2 separate regions of the Mus musculus genome follow, and region 1 is linked to region 2. A link is a contact called in public HiChIP or PLAC-seq data. All regions are on one chromosome and are shown on one strand. The core of a region is the stretch at or near the end of the contact, and the rest is flanking DNA. Distances in the headings are between cores, read along the strand shown.

The links. HiChIP or PLAC-seq counts read pairs in DNA pulled down with a chosen protein or histone mark.
Region 1: an H3K4me3 HiChIP or PLAC-seq map of stem cell-derived neural progenitor cells shows a contact between it and region 2, with 2.9 times the contacts expected there. The contact joins the promoter of Tmem192 here to the enhancer-like site in region 2. A contact is called at or near these places in 5 of 39 promoter capture datasets (the 3T3-L1 cell line, cranial neural crest, embryonic stem cells and 2 more), 1 of 15 datasets of contacts at CTCF or cohesin (the NIH/3T3 cell line), 1 of 484 Hi-C or Micro-C datasets (cerebral cortex) and 11 of 115 datasets of contacts at active chromatin or transcription factors (the 230-238 cell line, bone marrow-derived macrophages, embryonic basal ganglia and 5 more).

Annotation. Positions count from the first base shown.
Region 1 is chr8:64,944,356-64,948,665 of GRCm38.p6, reverse strand. Tmem192 (transmembrane protein 192) reads right to left here and starts at 1,481. Exons shown (of 6, transcript NM_028427.3): 1 at 1,333-1,481. The coding sequence starts at 1,359. Gm32507 (a long non-coding RNA gene) reads right to left here. Exons shown (of 4, transcript XR_379050.2): 4 at 3,931-4,310.
Region 2 is chr8:64,655,596-64,660,053 of GRCm38.p6, reverse strand. All of the region lies in intron 1 of Cpe (carboxypeptidase E), which reads left to right. Among named protein-coding and RNA genes, the nearest start is that of Cpe, 35 kb to the left of the region's middle. Within about 2 kb of position 2,298, at least 40 of the 459 cell types and tissues checked have an H3K27ac peak or open chromatin away from gene starts, as enhancers often do. A contact at or near this core is called in cerebral cortex, embryonic basal ganglia, embryonic forebrain and 2 more, where this site is marked.

The DNA of each region.
Region 1 (4,310 bases), core at 232-2,731, 290 kb before region 2:
TTCCAGGAGAGAAAGGGATTCTGGGAGAAGAAATCAGAGGTGAGGGATTCAGCCAGCAGACAAGGGGGTAAACAGGACCAGAGCTGAGCAGAGAGGTAGAGGTGGCCATATGGCATGACATAGTGCCAGGATTAGTCTGGTTAGGGCAGCTACAAGACTGCCCTCCATGAGAGGCCTAAGTATTAAGTTTCCAAGTAGTAGTTGCTTTCCCATTTTCTCAGTTGAAAAATAACTAGATTAGTCCTGCTGTTAGAAACATATTTCATCAAGAAAATGTAACTAGCTACATCATCCTAGCATTAAAATGGGTTGAGTCAGGGAAGATAGGCAAATCTGAGGCCAGGTTAGGCTATATAATGAGTACCAGGCCAGCTAGGGCTACATAGCAAGTCTTAAATAAACAAATAAATAAATAAATGACTGCAGGACCCAAACACACAAGAATCTAAGCCCTTACAGTTCTGGAACCTTGCTATTATTAATTATTATTATTATTATCATTATTATTATTATTATTTTGATGTACTTTTATACTAAGACCATGATAATGTTTTTATTAGTTATTAGCTCAGGTCACTGTGCTAAGATAATGTCAGCCTTGCATTTCTCAAGGGCAGGAATTGTATTATGCCACTGGACAAAACAGTTTGTTCTGGAAACAAACGCATGTTTCCTCCCAAAGTGTTTCCCCCGCCCCACACCCAATTTCAAATAAATCAGTGTCTTAATGAGCTTGCAAACTCAAGATTTTTGCAACTGTATTATTCTATAATGGCTACATCATGAACTGGGCAACCGAATACTTTTTTTTTTTAAAGCAACCAAGCACTGTTCCTATCATGCCTACATTCAAAACAGCACATGATAACTGTTATGCGCCAATCTGCGTTTCCGGGAGATGAGAGCTACAAGTCCGCCCGAGGGATGCTGGAGGTTAGAGTCACTCCAAGTTCCGGGTGCTCTCCGACCAACGCAGGAGGGCCCACAGAAGCCGGGTCACCCGGGCTTGCAAGCCCGCCTGTCAGTCTCTCCCAGGAAGGACAGATCAAGCCAGCTCGCATCACGTGAAGCTCCCATTTCCGGAACCAAAGACGCGCACTGCACGTGAGCCGCCGAGTGAAGGGTCCCGCACGCCCACCCTGCCGTGTCCCTCCGATCGTTCAGGAAGACGTTCCCGGGGTCCGCGGTCCCCGCCCGTCGCGTCACCCCGCACCCTGCGTCCCCGATGGTCGAGCCGCTGCGGCTCTGGTTAGCTCCTAGCCCGCAGTCTCCGCCCCCTGAGCCCAGCACAGGAAGCCGAATGGCGGGGACAGGGCTCGGCGCCTCACTCACGTCCTCCAGCCGGCCGGCCGCCGCCATGACCCGCCGTCGCGGGCCGATGCCCCGCCAGCCTGACCTCTCCACCAGCGCCCGGGCGCCGACGGCCCGGGACAGTCGCACCTACTAGGACCTGCGCGCCCCGCCTCGGACACACCCACTCTGCGCTCGCCCCGCCCCGGCCGCCGAAGGCCACGCCCCTCCACCTAGATCAGCCGATCAGCAGCCAGGGGCGTGGCCCCCCCTGCAGACTCCAGCTTTGAGCTGCAGTGTAGCCCAGGCGGTTGTTTTGGGGTTTCCCCTAAACTGTTGCTTCATCCATTTATCAGAGATTTGGAAATTAAAGGATGAATTTCTCGAGCAACCATTTAAACCAAGTAAACTACTTCTCTTTAGAATATTAACTTATTTCTGTTGGCGCAATTTTTGTTTGCAACAATATAGATAGCTCTGTTTGGAAAAAGACGCAGTAAAAATCGCAATTCCACCTGTAGAGGGACTTAATTAGAATAGATTCCAATTTCTATAACACGATTTACAGATGTCTCCACAGGAAATTTCTGTAGTTTTTTTTTTTTTTTAAGGTATTCTGTTTCTGTTTTCCCCTTCCCCATCTCTTCTTTTTCTGTCCTTTGATTATTTTTGGTTTCAGTTTTGTTTTTATGAGACAGGGTTTCTCTACATAGCGCTACGTGTTCCGGAACTCACTATGTAGACCAGACTGAACCCTCGGAGATTCGCCTGTCTTTGTTGCCTAGTGGAATGCTCGGATGAGCCGCCACACTTGACCCAAGATTAAGTCAGTTCTTCCACTATGTGAATCCTGGACTTGACAGCAAAAGCCATTCATTGCCCAGTCCTCATTTTTGTAAAAATTAAAACAAAGTCTCAAGTAGCTCACACTGACCTAGAAATTGATGTGCACTGAAACGGGCCTTCAGTTCCTGATCCACTTGCCTTCACACAGTGAAATCTGGCATCGCTAGTGTGCATCATCGCAACGGATGAGTTGTTTTGTTTTATATACAAAGTATTTTTAAAATGCTTTTATTTTATGCATTTCAGTGTTTTATTTGCATGTGTGGCTATGCACTGTGTGTGTGCCTATTGCCCAGGGAGGCCAGATGAGACACTGGAGTTAGACAGTGGTTCTGGGAATCAAACCCAGGTTTTTTTTGGAAGAGTGGTTAGTGCATTTAAGCACTGAGCCATCTCTGCAGGCCAAGTTTTAAACACACACACACACACACACACACACACACACACACACACACAGAATCCAACTGGGGAAGTGGGTGTGGTGGCACACACCTGTAGTCCCAGGTCTTAGAGGAGACAAGAGAATCGTGATATCAAAGCCAGGCTTTGCTTTATAGTGCGTTAGAGGCAAGCCTGGGTTACACGAGATATCTCATGAAGAATGAAGAGAGATTTGAGGAAGAGTCCTCAAGGTCTGTGGTTGAAGAGGAATTGGAAGGCAAAGATGTCATCAACGCCGAGCAGACTGGGCCCCAAGGACAGTGACTAGACTTGTCCATTGGAAAGAATGCCTGTCCTCGTGTCCTGGAACAGCTAGCTGAATCATGTTGGCTCCTTCCTCTCTACAACCAGCTTCTCCACAGACCCTGGGAAGGAACAGCCCTGAAATCCTCAAAGGACATTTCCTTATGTACTGCACACTTTTAACTGGCCTTTACTCTTTTAAATGAGCATTTACTGGCGTCTGTTAATTATATGTAATAACAGGTTTCATTATGGCATTCTCATACGTGTGTGTATAAGGTATTTTAGTTATATACAGCGCCCGTTGCCTTCTCTTGCCCCCTCCCACTCATTCCCTTTCTTTTCCCAGCTAGTCCCCTTTCTGATTGCAAGGCAGCAATGTGAAATGTGTGTGTGCATGCTTGAGCATGTGCCTGTTTGTGTGTGATGTAATGAGTGTAAGATTACATACTTACAGGATCATGTGTCACTTAACAATCCCTCCCTCTCTCTCACTCTCCTCTCCCTCTCCCCCCTCCCCCTCTTTCCCTCTCCCTCTCCCTCCCTCTCCCCCTCCCCTCTTTCCCTCTCCCTCTCCCTCTACCCCTCCCCCTCCCCCTCCCCCCTCTCCCTCCTTGATTAATTCTTTATTAAGAATATAGAAAGTCAGGCCATTGAGTGGCTTAGCAGGTAAAGGTGCTTACTCTGAAAGCCTGACCTGATGACTTTCGTTCAATCCCCTAAACCCATGAAAAGTAGCAGGAAAGTGTTAGAGAGATGACTCCGCAGTTAAGAACACTGGCTGAGTTCAATTCCTATCGACCACAAGGTGTCTCAAAACCATCTATAATGGGATCTGATGCCCTCTTCTGGAGTGTCTGAAGACAGCAACAGTCTACTCACATGCATAAAATAAATAAGTAAATCTTTTTTTTTTTTTAAGTAGCAGGAAAGAACCAACTCCACAGTGTTTTCCCCGACCTCCATTTATTACACCACACCACGGATACCCCACCCCACAGAGGAATAATAAACAAAACAAAAAATCTAAACATACTTTAAAAATAAGTAAAGTTGGATTCAGATCTAGTTTAGCTGTGTTGGACTTTTTTTTTTTCTTTTGTGTTTTGAGGCAGAGTCTTATGTAGCCTAGGCTGGCCTCCAATTCCTTCTGTGGCTACAGATGACCTTGAACTTGTGATCCTGTCCTGCATGACAGGTAAGAAACACAGGATGCTGAAGAATGGGTTAGCAAGCAGCCAGAGAAGTAAAATGAGAGCCGTGGTAAGGAACAGAACAAACAGGGCCTGTGTGTGCAGGTCGCTGAGAGGACGTGAAATAGGCCAGGAAGGCTGAGGACATCAGATTGGCAACCACCCTCTGATTGTCTGTGTATTTCCTGTCTGTCCTTCTGTCCGTCCTTCCTTCCTTCTTGCCACCTTTCCCTTTCCCTGTCTTGTCATCTCTTCTTAGGTTTTTCTTCTTTTTCAGCACAGACTGGCACGGAGCTC
Region 2 (4,458 bases), core at 1,049-3,548:
TTCCCAGTTGCTGGAGCCATACTTAGGATATGGCGAACACCTATGAGATAATTTACAGCAAGCGAGAGAGGTGTGGACCATGAATCATTTACTACTGTTCAGTATTAACAAAACTTGACAGTTTTGGTTGTTTTCTTATGCGAAGAGTATTTCAGAAAGTGAGAGTTATGAAAGACGTCAAGGATCAAATTCACAAGCAGCTGACATATGTAGCCTTGGGCATGAGTTCTAAGGGATCTGAGAGTTTGTTCTCTAAGCCTTTCCTAAAACTAATGAGGAATAGTGTGAAGGTGATGTTTTAAAAACACAAGTTGGGGAGATGACTCAGTAGGTAATGTGCTTGCTGTGTGGTGAGGACCTGAGTTTGGACCCCTAACACCCAAAGAAATCTACTGCTGGAGAGACAGAACCAGGAGGATCTCTGGGGTGAGCTACAAATTCAGCCAGAGACTTTGTCAAGAAAGAGAGAAAGGGGGAGGGGGAGGAGGAGGAAGGGAGGGAGGGGGAGGAGGAGGGAGGGAGGGAGGGAGGGAGAGAGAATATCAGGAGGTAAAGATGTTGCAAACATTGTATGAATGAGAACCAGGCCTGTTGGTTGGCATTCCAGACTAGTTGGAAGAATTAGGACACACAAGAGTGGGAACAGCTCAGAGTGAAACAGACTAGAGCAGCTCTCCAAAATCCCAGAAGGCCAGAGAAAATGCCAGACAGCAGACTGATGAGAAATAAGCCAGGAAAAGTGCATGCTAGCCCTCAAAGAGACAGATGGTAACAGGAAGTGCTCAGAGAGGGGTGACTGTGATAAAAATCACACACTAGGAAATCACCTATCTGTAGTTTGCGGCTTTGCGGAGAAATGAAACCCCTTTGCTAGTGCGGCAAGGAAGGACGGTAACACGGTAACAGAATGTTAAGTACCAGTGTATTTGTGACTGAAGCAAGAAATGTGGCCTGGGTCATTCCATCAGCATGGAAGTTCTGCTTAGATTGTGACTCAGACTGTATCGTGTGACGGATATGAAAGCCATTGGAATCGCATTAAATGCTTCTTGATCATCTTCATGCAATAAAGTGTCCTCCTTGGCTGCTAAGGTAGAAGTAATAGGCTTCCGACTGTAGAAGTAAATGCTTTACACATTCATGGTTGTTTTCTATGCCTATCCCTGTTCATCTTCAGAAAGGAATGTTAGAATAGGGTGTAGGAAATGCTAGTCATGGTTGCTTGTGCCCTTCATCATGAGACAAATCTTTTCTCTATTTTTTGAGTGAAAATATACCAAGGTATGAGTTTGGAAAAGTGAAAATATTTTACATTTTTCTTCCTTTAAAAACTGTATCAGGTCTGCTAATGTGGCAATGTGGCTCAGTCATTCCTATGCAGATAATATTTTGATTTCTACCACGGGTGAATTCTTTTACGCCTCCCCAGCACACAATTGCTTTTGAGGCAGGTCCTTGCTATGTAACTCAGACTGGATTTGAGGTCAATATGTAGCTTGCCTCATAATTCCTGGCTAGGTTGCCCAAGCACTGAGGTTGCGGGCCTCAGCACACCTGACATATTTTTCATATATTTTTTGCAAACCACCAAAAGGGGTTTCTCTGGATTTTGGAATGCCGTGGTCTTCTGTTGCCCTGTGCCATCTACCAGGTACTTTGCTGCACTGTAATTCTATCAGCCTTGGTGCCCACTCCCACAACAGGCCTTCCTCCACCACCCAGCAGCAAGAACAGAGCCTTTACTTGCTGTAGCTCAGAATGCTGCTTAAATGCCAGCCATCTGGCACTTCTCTGGGCTCCACACTTTCTGCAATTCCCACGCATTTGCAGGTTCCCCTGCAGCTGTTTCTGTTAACTTGTCTGTCCTCAGTGTGTTTTATGGATTCAATAAGGCACTTTGAGGGTCTGGGAAGAAGGTTGCCTTGCCTGGCTTCCCAGGCTAGGATCTGAACTTCATGTACTTATCTTTTGATCTGCCTTCTCTTCCCACTTAATATTCTGTCTGAAGTGGGGCTCACTCTGTAGCTGGCGGAGCTGGTCCTCATAGCTCCTGCTTCCTTGGACCGTAGTCCCGCACCTTAAATGTCTGCACTTCTGGGTAGCATCTACTTATATACTATTTCCCTCCATTTATTATTTCCATGTTCTTGTTTCTAACCTAGTTCACTGTTTTTTTTTGTTTGTTTGTTTGTTTGTTTTTCTCTTTTCTTTTGTAGCCTTGTAAGAGGTTTATCTCGCTCTGCACCTCACAAGCCATTCTCCACAGAATTCTTAAAAAGTGGGGCGAGTTAGCTTGGGAAATTGTACTAAATACCCTACTTGAGGATTCCAAGAACACATTAGCATAAGAAAAGATCTGAGAAGGGTTTAAGTGAAAGGGGAAAGAACGTTTGAAGTCGATTTAGTGATTCCAAGAACGTCACAAGTAAGACGTTACTTGTGTAGAGGAAGACTCTGGGCGACTTTGATGTTCTTCTTTAATAGCAAAGGGAGACTTGCCTCTCCACTTCTTTGTTATTTGATATGAGGAGTATTGAAGTTTATTTATTCAGGTCACTGTTTTTTTGTCCTGATTGTTTACCACATATATTTTAGCCATGACTCACCCTTAAAGAGGAACTTTTCCATCTCTTTTATATTACAAAAGTGGTTTGGTTCATTTATTTTTATATTCAAACTGAAAAAGCAACTGAGGCTATGACATTATCTTTGAATATTGTTCTCTTAAAATGTCATTACTACTGTTTTCTAGAGTATTTTAATGTTTTCTTTGACTTTATTTTGAGACAAGATCTCACGATGTAGCCCTAGCTAGACTGGAACTTGCTATATAGATCACATTGGTCTCAAACTTCTAGAAATCTGTCTACTTCTGTCTCTCGAGTGCTGGGATGAAAGGCAAGCAACTCATTTTTGTGTATGTATCTGGAGGAGCTGATGAGATGGCTCAGTGAGTAAAGGTATTTACTTCCAAGACTGATAACTTGAGTTTGAAAGAAAGGTAAAATTTCAAGACCTGTAAGTCATATAAAGTACTCAGAAATTGCTGGTTATTTGTGAGCCTAGAGGCTGCCTGGGGCTGAGAAAAAAAGAAAAACAAACCCGGGCATGCCCCGTAGTTAAAACATTCCTGGGAACAGCTTGACCATGAAGATAAAGAGGAATGTGAAGACGTATCAGGGCTATCTGAACTGAGTCAATAACTTACAGAACTCTGACACCCTGCACGTACATGTAATTTTTCTGCTGATGTTTGAATAAGCCAATAGTTTGTTGCTTTGCTGAATTCTCCACTAAGCCCTTTACCCCATAAAACCCCCTAGTTTTCTAGCCTCGGGGTCGAATCCACTGTCTCCTGTGTAAGATACGTTTCGACCTGGAGCTCCGCCATTAAACTACCTCATGTGTTTACAACAAGAAAGGATTCTCCTGTTTCTTTGGGTGCTCTCTCTCTCCCGAGACTAGAGTGGGGGTCCCAAAGGGGGTATTACAAGTTCAATCCTTGAAACCTACATAGTAGATGGCAAAACCTGACTCCTGTCCTCTGGCTTCCACATGTCCGGGGTCTCTTGTAGGCCCATTTCCCAAGTAAACAAAGTATAAATACACTTATAATATTAAAATGTCTACGTAATCTTTCTTTCATATTGATTCTTTCTTTTCTTTTTTCTTCTTTTGAGACAGGGTCTTACTTTGTAGCCCTGACTGGCCTGGAACTCACCATGTAGACACAGCTGGCCAGAATCTCATAGAAATCTCCTGGCCTCTTCCTCCAGAGTAGGCCTCTTCATGAGAACCTCGAAGCTGGCAGCAGTAAACTTTTACAGAAAAGCGTCTGCATATTCGGAGTTCAGGACTCTTAAATGCTCAGCCAAAAGTCAGTATGTAGACCAGATCTTCCTCCCTCTGCCTCCCAAGTGCTGGGATTAGCGGTAGGCCCTCATGCCTGGCCTGAGCATCTCTGGCGCTATCCCAGCACTTTGTTTGGACACTGGCTATTGCCAGATTTCTGTGCTCTGCATGTAGTGCGGATTGATTGACAGATTGACAGGTGAACTGCACAAAGGCTCAGAGGGGTGTCCTCCTTGGAGAATGGTAGTGCAGCATTTTCCTGCATCTCCCAGTTTCAGTACTGTTGTCAATCCATGTATTACAAAATATGCCCACATAAAGCTTAGTGAAAAAAATTCTATTTTCTTTCAAACACAGTTTTAAAACTATGAAGCTTAAACAGACAACACAAAATGTAAAAACAGTAGCCAGTCAACATGAAGAGTCATTGGATGCTTAGTTTATCCCAGGTCTGTGATTCAGGGTTTGCTTTTACATAACTAGTAGACAGGTAAGAAACACCTGGCCTTAGTGAAGTCATTACCTTACTTGGCCAGTCATGGCTGGCTTAGGGGCTTGCCGATAGGTTTCATGTACCTAGAAAAAAATATTTTTTTATTATTATTT